Linked DNA regions of Mus musculus: region 1 is linked to region 2. Evidence: chromatin contacts called from public Hi-C data. All regions are on one chromosome and are shown on one strand. Each heading gives the region's core, a stretch centred on a gene start, on an enhancer-like site or on the middle of the called end of the contact. The rest is flanking DNA. Distances are from core to core; before and after follow the strand shown.

The links. Hi-C and Micro-C count contacts between places; a contact is called where the count stands out from the background.
Region 1: a contact with region 2 is called in a Hi-C map of B cells, with 10 read pairs. The contact joins the enhancer-like site here to the promoter of Dnali1 in region 2. A contact is called at or near these places in 1 of 39 promoter capture datasets (embryonic stem cells), 1 of 484 Hi-C or Micro-C datasets (B cells) and 5 of 115 datasets of contacts at active chromatin or transcription factors (embryonic hindbrain, embryonic stem cells, large pre-B cells and 1 more).

Annotation. Positions count from the first base shown.
Region 1 is chr4:125,960,927-125,967,844 of GRCm38.p6, forward strand. No RefSeq gene overlaps it. Among named protein-coding and RNA genes, the nearest start is that of 2610028E06Rik, 42 kb to the left of the region's middle. Within about 2 kb of position 1,980, at least 4 of the 459 cell types and tissues checked have an H3K27ac peak or open chromatin away from gene starts, as enhancers often do. A contact at or near this core is called in B cells, where this site is marked.
Region 2 is chr4:125,060,246-125,067,155 of GRCm38.p6, forward strand. It overlaps Dnali1 (dynein, axonemal, light intermediate polypeptide 1), which reads right to left and starts at 5,412. Exons shown (of 6, transcript NM_175223.4): 1 at 5,273-5,412; 2 at 4,650-4,795; 3 at 3,308-3,477. The coding sequence starts at 5,353. It overlaps Snip1 (Smad nuclear interacting protein 1), which reads left to right and starts at 6,427. Exons shown (of 4, transcript NM_175246.5): 1 at 6,427-6,707. The coding sequence starts at 6,508.

The DNA.
Region 1 (6,918 bases), core at 730-3,229, 900 kb after region 2:
TGGATAAGTGCTAAGCCAGCCCCACTCTGGAGATTTACAAGGCACGGGCGAGGGAGGATTTATAAGGTTTGTTAAATTTCTAATTGAGTTTAGAGTGCTATGCCACAGTCCCGGTGACCAAGCTGCACAGGCGAGAATTAAAACAAGTGCCCCTATCCCTCACACTGTAAGAGGACTGTGGCCTCTGCCTCACCTGGCTGCACAGACAGAGGCTGCCCAAAGATGGTGTGGTCCAGCAGGCAACCCCAAACCTGCCCCTCAACAAGTTCTGTCAGTTCCTAGGCCTGACCACAGTCTGCAGGGTCTGCCTGGGCAGACTGGCTTGATTTCTTAGATTTGTTGTTTGTTCATTGGGGGTCAGAGTGTAGGTGGGGGTATGTCCGTGTTGGTGCAGTAACATAGGGTTACATGTGCCTGTGACTGTATGAGGTAATGGTTCACCTCTGATCAGCTGAGGTAGCAGCCGCCCTGCAGGGGGTTTTGATGTTGTAGTTTGGAGGGGGAAGTGTATTTGTTCTGGTGTGTGTGTGTGTGTGTGTGTGTGTGTGTGTGTGTGTGGTGTGTGTGTGTGTGTGTGTGTGTGTGTGTGTGTGTTGAGATGGCACCCTCTCATTGGTTGATGTGAGGCTGGTCAGTTAAGCTAAGCCGCTGGCCAGTGAACCCCAGGGATCCCCATGTCTCCACCTCCCTGGTGCTGAGATTTAAAAAGCTTGCCAAAGCACCTGGCTTTTTACTCGGTGTCTGGGGCTCAAACTCTGGTCCTCGTGGCTGTATACAATTTGCCCACTGAGGCATCTCCCCAGCCTCTCACTCATCGTTTCCAATAGTCAATATAGGCGTGTAATTCATAATTCACACAAAAGCGTACCCAGAGAAAAATCTCTCTTCCCCCTGTGACTCTTAGCCACCACCCTGTCCCCCTCACTGGCAAACAAAACAAAACAGCAGCAACAACAACAACAAAAACCCAGAGTTTAAGCAGGAGGAACTAAAGTTCCACTTAGGTGTCTGAGGATGGGGGTGACAAGCAGCCCACCGCCCTATCACTCCCTCGCTCAGAAGTGCCCACATGGCTTCTCCCACTGCCAAGTGCAATACAGAGCCTTTCTGGAAACACGCTGGCCATGGGCCTTCCTTCTAATAACTGACAGCATTAGCCATCAGAAACCAGGAACACGGCTGACTTCAGAGGGGTTAAAAATGCTCTAGAACAGTGGTTCTCAACCTCCCTAACGCTGCAACCTTTCAATAGCTCCTGGTATTATGGTAACCCCCAACAAAATTGTTTTCATTGCTACTTCATAACGGCAATTCTTCTGCTGTTGTGAATAAATGTGAAATCTGAATAAATGTGAAAGGGTCTTTAGAAGGTCACGATTATAAATATCTGTGAAAGGGTCTTTAGAGCCCCAGGGGTCGTGACCCCTAGATTGAGAACCATTTCTAGAGGACGCAAAACAAGCGGGTGGTTGGATGGAGTCGGGTATCGACACTTAAGACTTCTCTGGGAGGGAGCACCTGACCTGCCGCCTGAATTGCCAACTGTATGAAGAACGGCAGGGACAGTGTTGTTGGAGGGAACAGCAAAGCAAAGGCTCTGGGGCTGCAGTTGGGTAAAAGAGCATAACTGGAAAGAGACCGGTTCCGAGGCCATGGGCACACTCAGAACAGGAGGTTCATTGGGACCAAACACACCCACAGCTGAGATGTGACCTTGGGTGAAGGGTTTTCCTGGGTCTAAGAGGACCCAGCTCTAGAACACTAGGAATGTCCTTATCTTGTCCAAGGTAAGGTTTGGAGTCTAGCACACAGAAGAAGTCATGGAACATTTAGAACAGTCCTCACCCTAATGGACCCGCACTTTCCTTTATGTGGGAAAACAACGGTGGGAAATCCCCCCAGGGCTGTCTCTAAGTGGGGAACCATGGAAAAGGAGCAACAGGAATTGAAACCTGTACCACCTGCATCCGACAGCTTCGGAAAGCCCCGATCCATAGTGTGGGCATCGGGCGCCCTCTGGTGGTGACAGTGCCAATCCAAAGCCTAGAGCTATCAATCATCCTTGTATCCAGACCTGGCCCTCTCCAGCATTATAAATGGGCAGAATGGACAGTACCCACTAAGGATGCCACCTGAGGGGTCACATGTCTGGTTCAGGGTCACACAAGAAGTGGATTTACCTAATGCCCAAAAATATCTATTCATATGTTTGCTCTGTTTCATTAAGCACCTACTGTATACCAACATTGTTCTAGAAACAAGCAACCCAACCCTAACCAAGTCTCTGCCCTCGAGGAAGTCCCCCTCTACTAACGGCAGAGCCTAGACAGTGGTTAATGGCTTCAGTCCCTCCATGGGCTCATATTTAGACCATTTGGTCCCCAGATGGAGGTACTATTATTCCGGAGGATTCTGTATACTTGGAAACTGGACCAAGCTGAAGTAGGTCATAGGAAGCAGGTCTTTGAAGATATCTTGTCCTTGGTCCTTTTGTGCCTCCTGCTCTAACTGTAAGTGTACAGAGTTCCCTATCAGGCATCCTCCAGAGAACCGGGCAGCATGTGTGTTCAGTAAAATGGCCAAGGCCAGGACATAACCACCCAAAAGAAAGGGGACAGTGTGAGCCATCATTTCCATCCCAGAATCACCCCTGCTTACTGCAACTAGAAAGCCTAATTCACACGCTATGGGCAGATCGCCTGGAGTCCTGCCTGAACAGCAAGAAATAAAAGGTCCTAAATGCCCATCTCTGGCCTCACCTAACAAGTCTTAGAAGTACAACCTAAAAGAACAACAAACAGATGAGACAATTATTACATAAATAACCAGGTAATCAATAATTATATTAAATGTAAATGACCCAACACCCACAGTTAAAAAGGCAGAGACAGTCAGGTGGGTTTTTAAAATAAAAATAGAAACACAAGACTTGAGATGAGGTTTACCAGTTATGAGTACTTTCTGCTCTTGCAGAGGACCAAGAATTGGTTCTCAGTACCCACATGGCTGCCCATGACCAGGTATAACTCCAGTTCCAGGGTACTGGACACTCTAATTGGATCTCAGAAGGCCCCTTCATGCACAGATGCATATAATAAACTCCGGCTGGCACACCCAAATATTCAAAATAAAAGTAAATAAATCTTTTTTTTTAAAGCAAGTCTCAACTACCTGTTGTTTCAAAAGAAATACTAAGCTATGCATGGTGGTGCTTACTCTTAATCCTAGCACTCAAGAGACAGAGGGGGAGGTTCTCTGTTGGTTTGAGGCCAGACTGGTCTACATAGCTAGTTCCAGGACAGCTGAGACTAAACAGAACCTGTCTCAAAAAATAAGTATATTAAATATAAAGATAAAGTAGGTTAAGAATAGAGGAATGTGAAGGATGTGGCAGCTCACACCTTTAATCCCAGCACTTCGGAGACAGAGGTAAGTGAGTTCAAAACCAACCTGGTCTACATAGAGAGCACAGGCCAGCCAGGGCTGCAGAGTAAGATCCTGGGCTCAAAAAAAAAAAACTTAAGAATAGAAGAATGTAAAAAGGCATATCTTCCTACCACTAAGTAAGCAAAAACTGAGCCAGGTATGAGCTTGGGTCGTGGAAGCGGGAGACTCTAAAGTTCAAGGTCAGCCTGAGAGACATGAGACCCTGTCTCAAAAAACAACTTTTTAATGAAAAGAGAAGCCTGAGTAACTACATTGACAACAGACAAAATATATTTCAGATCATACCAATATTGCTGATCATAATGACCATGGGCCAATTAATCAGGAAAACACAGCAATTCAAACTGCTTATGCATCTCATCACGAGTTTCAAAATACATGATGCAAAAAATAGAATAGCAACAACAACAACAAAAAAACCAGACAGATCCACAATTATAGCTGGCAATCTCAATATCCATCGCTCAATAACTGATAAAACAGGCAGGCAGAAAAATCACTAAAGAGTCAGAAGATTTAAGCAACACTATAAACAGCATGCTCTAATTGATGTTTTCAGAACACACCATTCAACATCAGAATGCATATTCTTTTCAAGTATGCATGGGAAATTTTAAAGGATCATGGGCTAGGAAGATGGTTTTGTCTGCAAAGTGCTTGCTGCATGAACATGAGGACCTGAGTTCAAATCCCTGGCACCTACATCAAAAGCCAAGCTGGGTAGTTCCCAACTATAATCTCAGCTGTTGGTGAATGGAAACAGGGGGATTCCTCGGCTTTAGTGGCCAGCCAATCTAGTCAAGTCAGTGAGCTTTAGGTTCAGTGCCAGACCCTGTAAGGAGGAAAGATGGCCTGGTAGGCAAAGCACTTGCAATGCAAGGCTGATGACCTGAGTTCCCCAGAACCCAGGTTAAAAACCAGACACAGTGGTGCATGCAGGTACAATTCTGCACACCCTATGAGGAGATAAGGGCAGAGACGGGAGAATCCGTGCAAGCTCCAAGGCCAGCCAGCCTGACATAGGCAGCAGGCAACAAGAGAGGTCATGTTCCAAAGTAGAAGGCAAGGATCAACAGACAAGGTTGTCCTCTGACATGGGTATATGCTGTATGACATGTGTGTGCCTACTCACAGAGAGAGACAGACACACAGAGAGACAGAGGGAGAGAGAGAGGCAGAGACAGAGAGAGACAGAGAATACCTTTAATAACCTGTAAGTCAGTAACTGAAAGGAGAAACCACAAAGTATTTTGAGGAGAATGAAAACTAGGAAACGAGGCTGGATCAATGCCTTAGCCACAAGACACCTCTTGATCCTGCAGAGGACCTGAGTTTGGGTCTCAGCCACTCACATCATAGCTCACAACTGACGGCAATTCCAGCTCCACGGGACCTATGATAGCTAAGCTTCGTCGTCTGCTACACCTGGAATCAACTAAACCCAAACTGCGGGGCACTCTAGAATGAGATTTTCTTAATCAGATTATTTGCAGAAAGAAGACCCACCCTAAATCTGCGTCACATCTCCTGGTGGCGGCCTTCGCGAAAGGACATGGGAGAAGGATGCGTCGCTTCCTGTCTGCTGCCCCCACTCTCACTGCCAAGTTTGTGTATCTTGTTGCTGTGGCTGGCGGGAAATCCAATTTCTTCAGGATTTCAGTGCACACTGAAGACCAGAAGCTCTCCAGGATTCCTCCCAGTCTCCAGCATGAGAAGGACTGCTGGGATACCCAGCCTCCTGGACAGAGCTAATACTGGATTCTCCGTCTTTCCATCATTGAGACACTCGTCGTTGGACAACCTTAAGTCAGTCTAATAAACCTCCTCTCAGTTAATATTTATGTTCATCCTATCGGTTGTTTCTTAAATTTGGTTCCCAGACTCCGAGACCACGCCCATCCAATACTCTAACAAGGCCACACCTCCTAACCCTTCCGTCTCCTTCAAACCGCCACACTTATGTGTGTGCAAGGTCAGAACCTTGAATGAAAGCACCTGAGACCCTCTCCTGGCCTTCAGAGGCACCACCACACATGGCCACATACACACACAGCAACACCCACGCATATACTTAACTTGAAAAACAAACCTTTTGTTTTGTTTGATTTTATGCATATGAGTGTTTTGCCTGCATGTATATATGTATACCACATGCTTGCCTGGTGTCTAAGGCAGTCAGAAGAAGGAATCAATTCCTTAAAAATGAGTTACAGACCGTTGTGAGCTGCCATATGGGTGCTAGGAATTGAACCCAGGTCCTCTGGAAGTAGCAGCAGGTACTCTTAACCACTGAGCCATCTCTCCAGCCCCCTTGTGGTTTTTTTTTTTTTTTTTTCTTGTAGCTCCTGGCTGTCCTGGAACTTGCTCTGTAGACCAGGCTGACCTCAAACTCACAGAAATCCAACTGCTTCTGCCTCCGGAGTGCTGGGATTAAAGGTGTGCACTACCATGCCAGGCTCAGAAAAATAAGTCTTTTTTTTTTTTTTTTTTTTTTTTTTTTTTTTGGTTTTTTGGTTTTTCGAGACAGGGTTTCTCTGTGTAGCCCTGGCTGTCCTGGAACTCACTCTGTAGACCAGGCTGGCCTCGAACTCAGAAATCCGCCGGCCTCTACCTCCCGAGTGCTGGGATTAAAGGCGTGTGCCACCACCGCCTGGCAAATAAGTCTTAAAAAAAGAAAGAAACCGCATTTAATTGGAGGCTGGTTTCACAGTTTCAGAAAGTTAGTCCGTCATCATCATGGTGGGGAACATGGTTGCGCTGAATGGACAGATGGATGAACAGACAGATGGACAGACAGACAGACTGGGCTGGCCTGGGCTTTTGAAACTTCAAAGCCCATTCTCTGTAATAATACCTCCTCTAAGACCACACCCCCTCCAATACTCCAACAAGACCACACCTCTTAATCTTTCCCAACCTTTGACTAGCTAAGCATTCAAATCTATGAGCCTATGGTGGCCAGTCTCATTCAAACCACCACGCATGCGCATGCTTGAGGTCAGAGGACAACTCTGAGGAGTCAGTTCTCTCCTTCCACCTTGGATGGCAGAATCTCTCTATTCTGCCCTTCACACTCCCGGCCGGCTAGCCGGCCCACCAGCTTCCAGGCCATTTTTCCTGCTCTCGCCTCCCATCTTACATTCTGCTCTTAAGGAGGAACTCAAGTTCAGTTCCCAGTATCCACATCAGGCAGCTCATGACTGCCTAGAACTCTGGTTCCAGGGAATCTGCTGCCTTCTGGATCGCACAGGGCCCAGCACTCACGAGCACAGACCCATACACAAACACACATACACACAGACATAATTAAAAAATAACTTTCAAAAAGAGCACTGGGGTTATAGAGTACTACATCCAACTTTACATGTGGATTCCAGGGACTCAAACCCAGGTCAGTAGAGGAAGCAGGAAGCACCTTTACCCACTGAGCCAATCCCCTGCCAAGAGTCCACAGACACTCAAGAAGAGTAT
Region 2 (6,910 bases), core at 4,162-6,661:
GCACACACAAAAACCAAATATATGCTTTACAGGAAGGCACTATGAGACGGTGCTTTCTGTGACCCAGAGAACAGGCCACACAACCACTCCTCTTAGAAAAAGCACGTCAGCGAGCTTGGCATGGAGAGGGAGACAAGAACCTCAGGTTTGTTTGTGATAAATTGGTCCCCTTGCTTCCATGTTCAGGCACAAAGTAGATAGAGGACGAACTGGTATTCTCGAATGGTGGTGTTGAATAGTACTGCTGTTAAGTCCGGGAGTGGTGGCGCACACCTTTAATCCCAGCACTCTGGAGGCAGAGGCAGACAGATCTCTGAGTTCTAGGCCAGCCTGGTCTACAGAGTGAGTTCCAGGACAGCCAGGGCTACACAGAGAAACCCTGTCTGGGAGGTTGGGGGTGGGGGCTGCTGTTGGCTTGTTTGGGACTAAGAACAGCAGGGTCAAGAACTTGCTTCTCCCCCTTTATAAGTCTTCAAATTGGAGGGCAAACCACACTCATACTGAGCAGGCTAAAGCCACCTTGCTGGAGCTGAAGCTGCCTGAGAGATTGGGAGAGTTTGCAGTTGGGAGCCCATAGCATTAGGGCAGACATCGGTAGGCAGTGGGAACATCTTCAATTCTCATACAGACATCGGTACGCAGTGGGAACATCTTCAATTCTCATGCCGTCCAACTACAAACAGCAGCAGCATTTTTCTGGAGTGTGGACTGAGTATTATTGGATAGACATAGAGGTCATTATTAATTTTCTGATTAAAATATTAGCTCATTGGACTGGAGAGCTAGCTCCATGTTTAAGAGCACTGGCTAGTTTTCCAGAGGACCAGAGTTTGGTTCCTAGCATCCATGTCTATGGTAGTTCACAATTGCCTGTAACTCCAGCTCTAGGGTATCCAATGCCCTCTTCTGTCCTCCACAGGCATCTGCATACACAGAGCATGTGTGCATACACACACACACACACACACACACACACACTAAGAATAAAATAAATGGCCAGGCAGTGGTGATGCATACCTTTAATCCCAGCACTCGGGAGGCAGAGGCAGGCAGATTTCTGAGTTCGAAGCTAGCCTGGTCTACAGAGTGAGTTCCAGGACAGCCAGGGCTACACAGAGAAACCCTGTCTCAAAAAAAATGGTGTGAAAATATATTTTATTTTTGAGGTTTATAAAAATTATATCATTTTCCTTCCTCCAACGTCTCCCATGTACACCTCCCCCCAGTGTTTCAAATCCATAGACTCTGTTGTTGTTGTTGTTGTTGTTGTGTGTGTGTTTAGTAAAGATTTTGGTTTCTTTAAAAAAAAACACAGACATTTTATAAGAAGATGTTTTCGATCTAATTCCAGGTGTGGGGTATGAGGCTGCTTCAAGTTGTTCACCAGCTGACTATGATTTGCCTCATGCTCTAGCAGAGGCGTGGGTTTGTCAGCTGCAGGTAGTTTCTGTAACCGTGTGATATTTGGAATTCTGGGAACTTTTCATACATACTAGGGCCCCAAGATTCGGGGGTGAAGGTGGGTTGTTGGTTGTTTGCTGTTGGTTGTTATTAAGTAGTTGTGCACAAAAAAAGAAACAAATGGGCTGGTGAGATGGCTCAGCGGGTAAGAGCACTGACTGCTCTTCCGAAGGTCCTGAGTTCAAATCCCAGCAACCACATGGTGGCTCACAAACATCCGTAATGAGATCTGATGCCCTCTTCTGGTGCGTTTGAAGACAGCTACAGTGTACTTACATATAATAAATAAATAAACCTTAAAAAAAAAAGAAACAATGAGAAGAGGAAACTAGATATCCTGTGAGAAGATCCAGCTGGCTCTAAGCAACTCCATGCCCCTACTCAGCAAGAAGTACTCTAATGATAATGTCACCCCCTTTCCTTTCTATCCTTCTTCCTCTCCTATCTAGTGTTAGGGGGTTGAAAGAGTGGAAAAGTGGGGAGAAGGGAGGAAGAAAAAGAACCCACAAAGTAGCAAAGAACTGGCTACATGTGTTAGTTCCTCTGTGTGTGTGTGTGTGTGTCTGTATCTGTGTGTGTGTGTATGAATTTATATATTTCTTGCTCAGTCCATATTATGTTAGTTGTGTGTATAAGTTTCCAGGGATGTTCATTTGATTATGAAAAATAAGTTAAAAAAAATAATGCCAAGCCTGGAGAGATGGCTCAGCGATTAAGAGCTGGCTGCTCTTCTGGAGGTCTTGAGTTCAATTCCCAGCAACCACATGGTGGCTCAGAACCATCTGTAATGTTATCTGATGCCCTCTTCTGGTATGTCTGAAGACAGCTACAGCAAATTCATATACATTAAATAAATAAATAAATAAATAAATAAATAAATAAATGATTTTTTAAAAATGTAATACCAGGAGTAATGACACACACCTTTTTTTTTTTTTTTGGTTTTTTTTTTTTTTTGGTTTTTTGAGATAGGGTTTCTCTGTGTAGCCCTGGCTGTCCTGGAACTAACTCTGTAGACCAGGCTGGCCTCGAACTCAGAAATTGTGAATAGAGTCGGGTGCTCTAAGTGTTGGGATTAAAGGCATGTGCCACCATGCCTGGCTTATGACACACACCTTTAACCCTAGTACTCAGGAGGCAGAGGCAGGCAGATCTCTGTGAGGCCAGGCCAGCCAGGACTAGATATTGAGACCTATATTAGCATAGACTTATTATGGAAATCTTTGGATAAAAAAAAAAACAAAACAAAGACTCAAAGTTAAAAGTCTTTTTTTAGAGGTAGCCTTGGCTAGCCTGGAAATCACTATGCAAATCAGACTGACCTCGAGCCAGAAAGATCTACCTGTCCCTGCCTCTACCTCCCAAGGGCCTGTATTTTTTTTTTGAAAGATTTATTTATTTATTATATGTAAGTACACTGTAGCTGTCTTCAGACATGCCAGAAGAGGGCGTCAGATCTCATTACAGATGGTTGTGAGCCACCATGTGGTTGCTGGGATTTGAACTCTGGACCTTCGGAAGAGCAGTCGGGTGCTCTTACCCACTGAGCCATCTCACCAGCCTGTATTAAAGGCATATACCACCATATCCAGCTAAAATGGAGTTCTTACCTTACTCCAAAAACCTATCAAAGGGAGGGAGCAGTGAGATGGCTCAGTGGGTAAAAGCCACCAAGCCTGATGACCTGAGCCACTCCCTAGCATCCATCTGGCAGAAGGAAAAAATCGACTCTTGTAAGTTGTGATGATTTCCGAAGGGGGGTGGTTGGCTTGGGGTAACCAGAGCTTGGTTTTGTGCTAGAAGGAGGCAGAGAGTGTGTGGTGCTCACACCACCAAGGCTACTCACCAAAACACTGGGAGTAGAGTTCCCTGCGCACAGGGCAGATGCCTGTCTCCCTGGCCTGCCTCTGCTGCAGCTTCAGGTCCAGCTGCTCCTGGAGATGCACCACATCCATTCTGGTGCTGGGTGTGCTGGACACCTGCTGGATCCATAGCTGTGTGTCTTCCACCCACTCCCTGTGACACAGATACAAGTCACCGAATCTGAGCAGAGGGCCCTTGGAACTCTGCCTGAGCAGGAGCAGGGGGTGGGCATAGGCAGCATTGCCATCATGCCACCCCCACTTCCTACTCTTTCCCAAGCCACGCCCACTCTGCCGCCTCCTCAGGACACCTACCTTAACATTGGGTAGATGGACAGTCTCTGTTCTCCACAAGACTACAACCCTCTGTTCCAGGTCATACCTGCCTAGCGTGTTGAGGACAGATGTGTGGTCATGTTGCTTGATTCGAATAGAAGATGCAATGGGAATTCCCCACACTGGCTTATGGTGGCGACACAGAACACCATAAACCTCATGCAAGCCACGAGGAAGCATTTGTGTGTGTTGGGAGTGTGGAGGTTCTGAAAGTGCTGTGTTTGCAATGGCTGCCCATAGTGAATTCTGTGCTGGAGGAATACCCGAATTCTGCAGTGACAGACTTGTGGGCAGAACGGCAAGAGAGGGAGAAACTTCTAAGTTGGTGGGAGAGGATCCACTAGTAAATGACACCTCTCTCTCTTGGCCTCCATCTCTGGAGAAGTTCACAGGTTCTCAGTGGTTCTCATTGGTGTGGGCATGCATAAGACTATTAGGTGGAGGGTTTTTGAGAGTTCTAGCTAGGCTGTGTAGCCCAGGCTAGCTTCAAACTCTGATCCTCCTGCCTCTGCCTCCTGAGCTCACTGGGCCTTGCCTTGTTAGACATTTATGGGCTTTTGCGACACAACTTTGCATGTGGCGCTAGCCGGCCTAGTACTCCCTTTGTAGTCCAGGCTGGTCTTGACTTTGAGGCAATTCTCCTATGTCCTGCAGAGTGCTGGGATTAAGCACATGCCGGCACACCAGGCTCTCTATGAGGACTCTTGATGGAGGGACCAAAGAATGGAGTTTAGAAGGAAGAGGACTGGTCTAGAAGACCTATATGTTAAAGCAGACATCTAAAGTCAGAAGAGTGCTCAGAACGTGGAGGGCATGGATTTAGAGGGTACCTGCTTGGCTGCAAACATACAACCATACTGAGACCCCATGAACTCCAGAAAGCTGAGAGGAAACCCAAGGTAGGGCACAGGAAGACACCTATGTTCTGGACCAAGAGCTTAGACCTTCCCCTAGTCACTGTGGGCTCCCCACCACCATCTCTCTCTCTACCTTGGAGGCAGGATGGCATTTAAGATTTCTTCTGCCTGTTTGGTAGGATCTGGGACACAGGAAGTTGAGGGCAGCTTGGCCTTGGGTGGCTGTGGGCTTGTACTAGAGGGTCCAGGCTGCTGGATGGTGACTTTCAGTGGCCGAGCCTAAGAAGAGACAGGTTGATCAGTCTAGTACCTCCAGATTTTCCTAGGTCTCTTGTACAGCCGTCCCCATTTCCAGCCTATTTCCCTCATCTGTGATCTTAAAGGAAATATGAGCTGGAGATATCCCACGAGGGATATCTGGCTCTGACCCTGTGTTTGAACTGGTGTTTCTAGAATGAGTGGTCAGGCCTCTGTTCTGACTCTCTAGACGAAGGTAAGTCACTACCAGACCTCTTCTTGGACTTGACTACCACAAACCCCATCTTTTCCATGTGACTTTTCTCATCTTAAATTTGTCCTCTAAGGTCATAGCTAGGCTTCTTGTTCTCTTCTCCCAACCTCCATCCCTGTCCCAATTCCCTTGGCTGTCAGCCCCAGCAATCTGTCCCCTGAAATTCCAGAGATCCTCAAAGCTGGGATGTCTTTTCCCCATGGGAGTTTGTAGGATCTCGCGTCCCCTGAGACGCCTGTTCATACCGTGGGGCTCCGTTTCTCTGTATTCCGGCTCACCAACACCGGGGTGTCATATTTGAGCAGAGAGTCTGCTGGGGGTATCATGGTGGCAGTAGGGGTAACAACTCCGTAGCGGCCCCTGTGGAGTCTTGTTTGCGATCACCATGGAAACCCCTCCTCTCCTTGCCCCATGGATGGGGCGGGGCCTCTGAGGAAGGCGGTGCCGGCCGCGTGCAAGTTTTGTTCTACTGTGCTTTCTCCGCAAGCACTAAGTTTCTTAGTAAAGAAGACTGGACCCCTAGCGTTAGGTCTGTTTCGGTTTATGATGAAATGGACAGACCACCTTTGATTAAAACGGAAGTCATCTAGTGACTCTATAGAGTATTTGGCGACGATTGGCATTTGGAAGCCAGAGGCTGGCAGATCTTTGTGGATTCCAGGACAGCCAAGGCTATATAGAGACACTATTTCAAGAAACAAAAAAGAGTTTCACATTGTTGAGTGTCTGTGTTTCGTAACTACTAATAACGCGCAAGGAACAGAGCTGGGTTAGCTTTCCCACAGGTTTTTTTCTTTTTTCAAAAAAAAAAAAAAAAAAAAAAAAAAAAAGCTGGGCGATGGTACCACACACCTTAATGACAGCATTTGGGAGTCAGAGGGAGGCAGAGTTCAAGGTCAGCCTGGTTATAGAGTGACTTCTAGAACAGCCAGGGTACACTGAAAACCTGACTATGACGGGGGGGGGGGGAGATTGTCATATATATTTTTTTGAGGTTCTGGGGACTAATCCAGGGCTTCGTACTCGCGAGGCAAACGCTCGCTCGGTAACTAAGCTACAATCTCAGCCTTCCCTCCCCTTTTAACTCTTGATTTCTATTTGGCGGTGCTGAGGATGAATTCAGAGCTTTGCGATCTATCCGAGCTACAACTTTTTCAGATTTTGAGACAGTTTCACTAAATTGCCCAGGTTGGCCTCGAAATTACTGCGATCCTCCTGCTTCAGCCTCCCGGGGGGTTGGCCCTGCCTTTTCAGTACTCCAGCCACACCTCCCAGCAGCGGGGACCCCGTGGCCACTCGCGCCGGCGTCCCCAGCGTCTGAGACTCAAACACCTGGGGCCCCGCCCATCAGGGGGGCCGACACCGTGAAGGCTTCTGGGATAGCGCGCTGCCCGGAAGCGGAAGTGCAAAGCTGTCCGTCACTTCCTACGGCTCAAGTGGCTCAACGGACCGTGCAAGTGACTCTCGGTCGGGCCGCAGGATGAAGGCGGGGAAAAGCGAGCGGGAGCGGAGCGGCCGGCGGCGACACCGGTCAGGCGACGCTCTGACGACCGTGGTGGTGAAACAGGAGCGTCTGAGCCCCGAACCCGTCGCGCACCGCCGGCCCGACGCTCCAGCCGCTAGCCTGTCCCCGCCCGCCGCCGAGCCTGGCCACTCGGGTCACCGCGGGAGCCGAGCCCGGTAAGCGAGCCGGTGATTGGGCGGAGGACGGGATGGCGCGGGGGCCGGTGGTGCGAGCGGCTCTGGAGTGCAGAGCACCTGTTGAGTTGAAATGAGATTTCCCCCGCCTGCCCGCGAGTGGATGGTGCGAGTGGCTTCTCCCCTCGTCTGCCTACAAAGACACGTTGGGTCTTGGCGACTTCTTCGCAGCACTCATTCGCCAA